Linked DNA regions of Arachis hypogaea: region 2 is linked to region 1. A link is a contact called in public Hi-C data. All regions are on one chromosome and are shown on one strand. The core of a region is the stretch at or near the end of the contact, and the rest is flanking DNA. Distances in the headings are between cores, read along the strand shown.

Region 1 (5,281 bases), core at 1,424-3,923:
AATCACTCTTGAAACTGGGATAATAATGTATTTGTAGAAAATAATTTGGCTTATGATTCTCTTGGTTTCAATGATATTTCTCATCTTTCCGATTTCAATGATAGTTAATTACAAATTTCTAATATTCGGAGAAATATAGATAGAATTTAGAGATATGTTGCTTTATAAATAGTGAACGAAAAGTCACATTACTAATGCTTATTTTATTTGCATACTTTTGGATGAGACAGAATTAACAGAATAAAAAAATTTTGACAAAAATAGACAAAGACATTAAAAAGTGTCAGAAAATTCTTTATGACGTAGAAAATCAAATGAAAGATTTATTGAAAGAAATTCAAAAAAGTAAAACTAATAGAAGAAAACTAAGTATTAGTGAAGACGATGGTGATGAGATTAAGGATGCAACTAATGATGCAATAGCATAAGACGAACAACAAACTCTGAGTCAGCTACTATTTAACAAGCAAGTGGTTAGAAATGATTCAAAAAAGAAAGCAAAGGTCATTACTCCTCTTGTGTTTGCACCAAGATCAACTCTAAGAGTTCAACCAAGTCTGAAAAGTGTGTCGAAAGAGGCGATACATGAAGTTGATAAGTGATTTGCTATATAGCTTTTGGATTATAGAATTTCTTTCAATGCAGTTATGTCTCTATTTTTTAAAGATATGTTAGATGGTGTTGGTGGCGTTGGGCCTGGTTATAGAGATCATTCCTATAATAATTAAGTTGAGGGTTCACTTGTTAGCCGATCTCAAAAAAAAGTGTCAAATAATTGTTGATAGCTATAAGAGTGCCTAAAGAAAAACTGGATGTACTCTCATTGCTGATGGTTGGACAGAATAAAAGTAAAGATCACTGATTAACTTTTTAGTTTATTGATCGAAAAGATTGTACTTTGTGAAGTTTGTAGATGTTTCAAATGTGGTAGAAAATGCTTCAAGCTTCTATTACTTGTTTTCTGCAGTGATTGAATAGATTAGGTCTGATAATATTGTGTATATAGTGACTGACAATACGGCCAGTTATGTTGTAGTTGGTAAGCTTATTAATCAGAAATTTGAGAATATCTATTAGTCACTTTGTGGTGCTCATTGCTTGAATCTTATTTTAAAAGATATTAGCAGTATGGCGCATATTTCTAACCTTGGATCACATGCTTTAAGTAAGTGTGTACATGCGTGCGTGTGTGTGTGTAATCATATGGTGTTCTTGTCCTGCCTTACACAAAGACCTACTTGAATGGAGATTATTCGTCCAAGTACAACTCGTTTTGCCATTATCTTCATTACATTAAAGAGTATCTTTGATAGGAGTGGCAATAGGTAGGGTAGGGTAGGGTTTGGATCCAATCCTAACCCTACCCGCGGGTTAAGAATATCCCACCTCTAACCCTACCCATTCTTAATTCGCTGGTACCCGATCCTATCCGCGAGTTACCAAAAAGATACAACATTATTATATAACTTGATGATGATTTAAAATAGAACTGAGTTTTATGTAAAATAAAACGTACTAAATTATCAATTAGTGATCTTCTCTTGGTGGCTAAGGATCTTTTGTATTTAGGGAAAGATCTTTGATTCAACATCTACTTGAAACATATTTTTATATAAGTGTATAACATATACATATATAAGGTGCGGGTTGGTCGAATATGGTTGAGGCTCAACCCGCACCATAACCGACCCGCATGAGAACCCTACCCGCACCCTATCTTATCCGCTGCGGATTAGGTTGACAACCCTATCCGACCGGGTTGGTGGTACCCGGGAGTAGGGTGCATGTTGCTACCCCTAATCTTTGAGCACAAATCGGATTTGTTAGCATTGGTTGTGGATGCACACTTTATTGGTCATAAATTAAAAAGAAGTACTAACGGTAGAACTGTTAGTGCAATTATCCTGAACAAAAAAAATGGAATAATTATTTTACTGCATACAAATTTGTAAGTCTATTGATCAAATTGTTGAGAATTGTAGATGCTGATGATAAATTATTATTGAGATATGTCTATAAAAATATGATGAGAACAGAAAATATAATAAAAAAATGTTCAAGAAAAATAAGACTATATATTAGCCTTACATATAGATAATCAACTTAAGATTGGACAAACATTAAAAAAAAAACCTTCTTGCAATAACTTATTTCTTGAATCTTGCTTTTTTTTATGAATACTAAAAATAGCAAGAATGTATCTCCTTTAATATTTATTAATTTTAGTAACAATTAATGAAAATTAAATAAGATAAATTTTAATTTTTTTTTATTTCTCTAGTATTACCGATAAATTAATCCGTTATTTTATCTGATTAATTGGACTTAGCTGTTTAGACCAGGTTTAAACGGATTTGATTTTGAAAGTAAAAGTCCACTTATTTAAAAAAATTAATAATAATAAACGAGTTGAAACGACGAATTTTGACGCCCTAACTTTTTTTGTTCGGTACATGACGCCCTAAACTTTTTTTTTTTTTTGGTGAACTGACGCCCTAAACTTTATCAACAATGCAAATGACCAAATCACCCAGCATTGCAAAAGTTTTATGGAAAAAAAAAAAAGCTTAAAGTCTCCTCCTGATGGGAGTAGCCCAAGTCCGAATTCCGGAACAAGTGGGAAGCCCATTCCCTCACATTTATGAATGAGATCTGATCTGATCTGATCCCATAATCACGGAATTCATGCTAACTCAAACACTTGTTTATACATTACATTCAATTCATTGACTCCTTTATTACTCTTGATTCTCTCGCTCAAATAATAATAATTTCTCCAACTTGCATATTCACATTTAAGAAAAACTTTTCAAAAATAACACCTAAATTATTATATGCTATGTTATGATAAATCATGACGCGTATTTATTTTATATATAGCAATAATAGTCAAGTTGTTATCCAAGAAAACATTAAATATATACGTTTTAAGAACGAATAAGAGTTGAGATGATTTTCCTTTTCTGAATGAGAAAGGAACATACATGTACCTCAAAGTGTGTAACCGTGAAAGCAGGGGCAAAGACTTTAATAGTGACACGAGAATTGAAGCTGAGTTTTTGTGTTTCAGATTGCATTTCACAAACTATATACTCTGATCTATCTTCACTACTCATGTGTTGTTGCTGCTGCTCTTGGAGTTTCGTGCTACCTTATTTGGGAATCTTCCAAACTATTTTTCAGGTAAATATTTTTGAAATTATGAATTTTATATATTAAAACATGTCTCAACTGTTCCATAAGATTTATACAATTTGCACTTTTATCATCATAGTCCCTTCCAACGTTAACACATGTATTGTCATTGTAGTGGGTTTTGTCTTCATTAATAAACGGAAGAAAAATATGAAACAAAAAGTCAAAAGCTAGTTATCTGGTTTTTGGTGATCTTGATTTATATGTCTCAAATTATTGAATTTGATGAGAGCCAACTGAATTTACATATGAAATCCTTCCGTTTTGCTGATAAATTTTGTGCCACTGTGATAATGAGATCTATTTGAGCAATAATTTTTATTTCTTCAACACATCAAAAACACAATGTATTTTTGTCGTGAAAGAGTCTCTGAGAATAAAAAGAAGTATATAGGACAAAGATCAATCGGATTTTTTGCATCGTTTTTATGAAAAATATATTGAGAAGTATATGGGTATTATTGTCTATTTATTTTATTTTATTTTGTCAAATTTCATATATTTAAGAATATGCTTAAAATTTTTTGAAGAGATATTTCTGCACAAACTTTTAAAAGTACAAACTTCTCATTTTATATTTGATAAATAAAAAAAAATAATATGTATTTGTACTTGTAACTTTAAAAAATAGGAATATTTTTTAAAGCACCTAAAATAAAATTTTTAACTTATGCTTATTAAAATTAAAAAGTCTAATATAATCTCGTATATTAATTAATATCCAAATTTAATTCTTATATTAATATCTATGTCTATTAATATATTTTTAAATTTTAAAAATTATTTTATCAAATATATTTGTTATTTTTGTACTTATTAAAAACTAATTTTAATTTGATTTATCAAATCTAAATACTATAATTTTTAAAAAGTTATTTTTTAAAAATTAATTTTTATAAACTATTTTTAAAAAATAAAACTTTTACTAAACTAAATCTAAGTCTAGGATACTAATTATTTTAAAGAATATGAATTAAATGATATATATTTATTAATGCATAAATACACTCTAAGTAATTTAATTTTATTTTTTAATGCATATATAGTATTTTTTTTAAATTTATCTCTTTTATGTTTTCATTATATTACTTTAAAATAGGGAGTGAATACAATTTCTTTCAAACATTGGTATGGGGTTACTATAGTCATCTACTGAAAAAGATAGAATGAACGTTCATTGGTGAGAAAATACTTAAAGCGTAGGTTGACAAAATTTTCATCTTTCAAAAATAATTTATAAAAATTAATTTTTTAAAAGTAATTTTTTAAAAATTATAACATATTTTTGATAAACTAATTTTTAAAATTTAAAAATACTATAATAGATATAGATATAAGAATTAAATTTAAAAATAAATTAATATATGATGTTATATTAAAATTTTTAATTTCAATAAGTACAAGTTATGTTTAAAAGGTTATACAGTAAGATTTGGTTTGGTAAAATTTTTTGAAGAGGTGCTTATACTTTTTAAAACTACAAGCTCCTCATTTTGTTTTTAGTAAATAAAAAATTTTATGTGCTTGTGTTTGCGCCTTTTAAAAATTATGGGTACTTTTAAAAGTACCTAAGAGGTACTTTTTGAAGTTTGGTTGTACATATCAAAATTAAAAAGTATAATATAGCTGTGTACATTAATTAATATCCAAATTTAATTTTTATATTAATGTCTATAAACAAATATTCTAACTTTTAAAAAGTAAAAGTTTTACCAAACTAAATTTAAAACTTGGTTTGACAAAGTTTTTAATTTTCAAAAATAACTTATAAAAACTAGTTTTTAAAATATAATTTTTAAAAATTGTATTGTCTGTATTTGATAAATTAAATTAAAAATAACTTTCAATAAGTATATGCAACAACAATTATATTTAGTAAAATAACTTTTAAAATTTAAATTTTTTTAATAGATATTAATATAAGAATTAAATTTAGATATTAGTTAATGTACGAGGTTAATTAGATTTTTTAATTTTGATAATTATAAGTGTCTTGCACCTCTTCAAAAAACTTTATCAAATTATGTCTAAGTGTTTTTAAAAATATTTTTGTTTTTCAAAATTTGCAAATACAAGTACATAGTTT
Region 2 (5,281 bases), core at 1,727-4,226, 200 kb before region 1:
TTCTTCTTCTTGCTCTTTTTAGAGGTGTTGAGGAATGAAGAGGAAGCTTTGGTGAGAAGGATGAAGACGATGAACAAGTTAAGGAAGCCATTTAATTCATGTTCATCACACTTGGTGGTTACTGCAGAGTGGATAAGGGATTCTGCAACGCAATTTCATATGAGGGAAGGATACCGTGAGGAAGGCGGTGCTGCTTTTGACGACGGTGGCGGCGATGCTTTCGAGCACGGAGATGACACGATAGACGGAGAGAATGGGGCACCCAATGAGGCGGTTATGCTCGGGGGTGGCGGCGACGGTGCCGGAACGGGGGAGGAAATACAGAAGATTAGGATTCAATGGTTCATTGTGTGGGAGTATGATTTGGGGGAAGAATCAAAGACCGAATTTTTAATATTTTAGTAAATTACATAATCATCCACTTTGGGTTATAATTTAATTACTAATAGTTTAATCATAGTTAATATAACAACTAATTAAAAAATGACATGTCACAGAGATAAATTATATGTTATTATAAGAAGAGTAGGCTAGAATTTACCTAAATTAAAACTTAAAAAGTAAATTGAAACCCACTTCAAAAATCAATTAGAATAACTCATAAAATAGATTCACACCCCATTAAAGTTACATATTTAAAGTCTTTCAAATTACAAGTTTATTTTGTTTTTTGCCTCTCCTAAAATTTATAATTTTTTGGGTCTTGAGCTAGATCTAGAGTTAATTCACCTTCGTTTAGCCGTTAGAATTAACCCAATAAGTCATTCACCATCTAATTGAGTTTTTCTTTTTCTTGTCTTTTCTCATCCAACTTCTTGCAGTGTTTTGTTTTGCTTACTATTTATGAGTGCACTATTTCATAAAACTGCAATAATAATCAAACTACAAATTCTGAAATAAGTAATGCAAATTTGTCTACCCACTCCACTTTAGTGCCACACTGTGCCAGTTATTTCTGCTACAACATACAGAAGGGAGTTTTAATACAGAAGTGATTATGTTGACATCCACGTTAGTACCAGCATACATTACATCTAAACAATGTGAATAGAAAATTCACAACCACACAGAATCTGAGAAAAAAAAAGGAAAACAAGGCACAAAAAGGGGCTCTCTACTCATCCCATTCATCGTTCTTGTAAGATACAAGTGTATCAACCTTGTGAATCTGGATTAGACAAAAGCAACAAAGTTATCAATAGCCAATAAAGCAAGATCGGGTGGCATGTGTAAATGTAAAATCACCGAATTGCGAATGTCATATTCACCTTGGTGTCAAAGGAATGCAACTTCACCATTTGTGGATTCGCAATAAGTTTTGGATCACTCTCAATCCAAGTGAATGGGACTGCAAGATCCTTGTCAGTGTATGCTAACACATCAAAAACACCTGAAAGATCAAAAGATAGTGCAACCATATGGTCAGTAGAAGAGGAATGTAAAAACATTGGATATTCATAGAGAACTTTACAATTGCAGGTGATTCTTACAAGGTTCATCCAGGCAAGGCAAATAGGTGATGCTTGAAGCAATCTGCCTCATAATTGCTTGTATCTCTCTCATAATTTCTTTGTCACTCTTTTCCCTTGATACACTGAAGGATTAAAAATATAAATCAATTAGGAAGAAGTTTAAGTGCAGGAAAATAGAAAAGGAAATTGAAGGTAGAATACGATTTTGTTATGCCGGTATTACCCACCCCTTCTCGACAACCTCGCTATCGGTCTCAATGCTGAAGTTCCACCTTTCAAGGACTTCACCGGTGGCCTTGCTCATTATAACAAGGACAATCCTCTGCAACTTTCCAGCTTCAAGCCATTCTTTACAACATTCATAATTCAGACACAAGCTCAATCATCAGCAATGGGGCGACAATTATATCACAACAGAAACTACTTCACTCTAAAATTAAGTAGGCAACTACTTGTTTAAAGCATTTTACACGATGACCATCAACTTTAAGTCTGAATCAAGTTTAATCAAACCTCATTTCACTAAAACTTCAAAATCAAAATGAATATCGACCTTAAGATTGAATTAAGTTTTATCAAACCCCACTTCACTACATCAAATCAAAATGAGCATCGACCTTAAGATTGAATTAAGTTTAAGCAAACCCCATTTCTCATCATCATATGACATCTACCTCAAGATAATCAACCCCGATATCGGACGAAGCCAAACCAAAAACGAACATGTAGATCCCCATTCCTTTAAAATCTCACATAGCATGATTAATTCTTTTCCGAAATGACAAGCATAGTTGGCTTAAAAATGATTATAATGCTATATGTTTGAACATAAAACAAAAAAATTAATCCAACAACACACATAGTTCCAACCACACAACGATTCAATTACTTTTAGGTCACAAATTACCAGAGAGCTGAGCAGTTAAATTGGCTATAAAAGATTTGACACCCTCATCTTCAGTAAGCAACATTGGGAGACCGTATTTCTTCACCTTCACAAAGCTTTCTTCTGGATACACTCCTCGGTTGTAAAGGATGCTGAACAATATTCCCACTCATTAAGCTCAAATTATAAAATTCGAAATTTATTCATTTATTTCTAAAGAACACATCCCAAAAACTTGAAATAAAAATTAGTGCCGGCACAGAGGACCAAACCTGTTAGCAGCATATCCTGATGCAAAAAAAAAAAAGAACACAAAAGTTAAAAAAAAAATCAGAAATGGGAGAAAAAGGAACAAAAAGAGGGTGCTTATGAATACCGAAGAACTCGCTAACAATTGCTGCAGAACCACGTAGGGTGATTATGTCTTTCGTAACCGTTCTTGCGGCCATGGCGAATTCAGTCCAATTTGTTTTGAAATGAAGAGCGATAGTTCTGATCAACAATTTGTGTGGAATTGATTTTGGTGAGGAAGAGGAATGGGCGCTTGAAGAAACAGTGATGAGTGTGCAGTTTGAAGTGATTTTGAAAAGCGGAAGGGATAAAGGGGCCAATAAATTAGGGATTTGAAAGGATCAGAAACTTGTATGGGAAGCGCAGCGTAACGGCTAGTTTATCTTTTTTTTTTTGTTGGTTATCATCGTGGGCCTTTGGTGGGCCGTGATATTTTACAACAAAAGCGTTTTGCTTTTTTATGTTACTAACGGTCGATGGGAGAAGTTTGGGAAATATTTTTCTTTTGGCAAATTCTTTGGTCTTTCGTATCAAATTTGTCAAACTTATTTTTTAGAAAAAAATTTCTAAATATCCCTGACAATTATCTTAAAAAATAATGGGACTCTCAACATAAAAAATATTCTTTCAGTTTCTTATCTTTATTTTATGAGATTAATTAATTTTTTTGTCAAATTTTTTTCTTTGTATTAACGAAATAAATATATATTAAACTGTTGATCTATATATTAAAAATCAACTAGCATTAACAAATAAAAAATTTTGTTATCTTTTAAAGATAATTATCAATGTCGTTTAATTTTTATTTTTATTTTTTATTATATTTTTTAAATACATTAACTAAAATTTATTGTACAAAATTAAAAAATATTAGTAATTTTTAAATTATTTTTATTTATAAAAATTAAATAGAAGATATATTAGTGATTAATTGTCATATAAGTATATTTTAAAAAGAGATCATTAACAGAGAAACTAATCAATATCATGAAGTTAAATATCAATGGTTGAAAATGGTATTTTTTTTTTGTTCGGGAGCTTCGTAGTATTTCAAAAAAATTATCAGGGGCTCGGTTGGATATTTATTCTACTTTTTATGATAAATTTTTAATATTTAAAAATTATTTTTTTATATTTTTAAATTAAATATTAATTTTTATCTCTTTTTAATAAATTAGATAATTATATATAAGCACCATAGTAAATACCTTTTTTTTTTCCTCCTAAAATGGTTATTCCTTGGTAATAGGAATAGATCCTCTCAAATTTTTTTTCAATCAATGAGTATGATTTCTAATACTTCAATACTTTTTCTCTTATTTTTTTTTTATGTTTTCTCTTAATTCCACTTATAAAATTAATAGTGAGAGATTATATTTTATTTTTTTAAATAAAAATTTTTTTTAAAAATTCATTGCCGTCAGAAATAATTTCTCGATATATATACTCTTTAAGTTGGAATAAAAAAAATATATGAAAAATATATTATCTAATAAAATATTATATTTAAAAACATAAATTAAAAAAATTACAAAAAAATATAATCTCACAGTTTGTTCATAAATTAAAGCTACTAAATTCTCCACTTCCTTCTACCAATTTTTAAGTATTAAGTTTAAAAATTATATTTTTTATATAATATAACAATATACAATTAGATATTTATATAAAATTATTTTATACTAATAAAAAATTAAATTTGATTTAACTCGTGCATTTGATCTAATTTTGTGAAAATATTTTTTTAATTATTTAAAAAGTACATATAAAAAATTAGGAAGAAAAATTCAATCTTGACTCTTTTCTATTTATTCTTTTTAATTTATAGTCATTCGTGTATAAGTAAATTTTTAAAAAATAGAAAATTCATAATTGTAAAATCAAGAAATTTTAAGTTGGAAATATATCATGCTTAAAAAATTTGCATTGAAAATTAATTTTATGAATATCTTCTATTTTTTTATTTTTTTGTCAAACTCACACTATTTTTAATGAGACACTGGGAGTTAAGTTGTTTTTACTTTAAAAAATTTATTTTGTGACTGTTTGAATATTTTGAGTAAATTTTTAATAGTTTATTCTTGAAATAAATATGAATAAAAAATTAGGATACACAACTAAATTTGCTTCAAAGAAATAAGAGAGGAAATAGAAGAGAAAGAAAAATGGATGAAACCACCAATATTTTTTCTCTAATAATGAAAAAAAATGGAGAGAAAACTAATTCTCTCTTTTTACTTCCAATATTACTTTTTTACTTTTTTTAATATATTTTATAATATAAGAGTAAAATTGTCTTTTTATAAAATTTCTTTCCTTCTCATTTTCTTTTTATCCAAACACATTTAAGGAAAATAAAAATCCACTCAATTTCTTTCCTTTCTATTTTTTTTCTCTCTATTTCTTTCCTTCCAACCAAACATAGCCTTAAGTTATTCAACCTCTTCCTCTACTAAATTTAATGCACCATAGCTTTCCACCGCCCAATCTCTATATAATTGCCATATTGGTAGTGACCAAAGATTAGGGCTGCACACGGATCGGATCGGATCGAATACGATATCCGCAAATTTTCAGGCTGGATCCGATCCGATCCGCTGGATCAGATATCGGGTATATCCGCATAATTTAA

The links. A called contact is a pair of places that touch in the nucleus more often than the background predicts.
Region 2: a contact with region 1 is called in a Hi-C map of leaf, with 1.8 times the contacts expected there. The contact joins the promoter of LOC112715065 here to the promoter of LOC112715056 in region 1. A contact is called at or near these places in 2 of 8 Hi-C or Micro-C datasets (both in leaf).

The regions. Positions count from the first base shown.
Region 1 is chr10:8,149,181-8,154,461 of arahy.Tifrunner.gnm2.J5K5, reverse strand. It overlaps LOC112715056 (lysine histidine transporter 2), which reads left to right and starts at 2,673. Exons shown (of 8, transcript XM_025766798.2): 1 at 2,673-3,183.
Region 2 is chr10:8,348,730-8,354,010 of arahy.Tifrunner.gnm2.J5K5, reverse strand. It overlaps LOC112715065 (mitotic spindle checkpoint protein MAD2), which reads right to left and starts at 2,976. Exons shown (of 7, transcript XM_025766810.3): 1 at 2,735-2,976; 2 at 2,631-2,646; 3 at 2,380-2,510; 4 at 1,700-1,820; 5 at 1,491-1,594; 6 at 1,269-1,390; 7 at 875-1,168. The coding sequence starts at 2,807. The coding sequence ends at 1,115. LOC112715066 reads right to left here and starts at 312. Exons shown (of 8, transcript XM_025766811.3): 1 at 175-312; 2 at 1-46.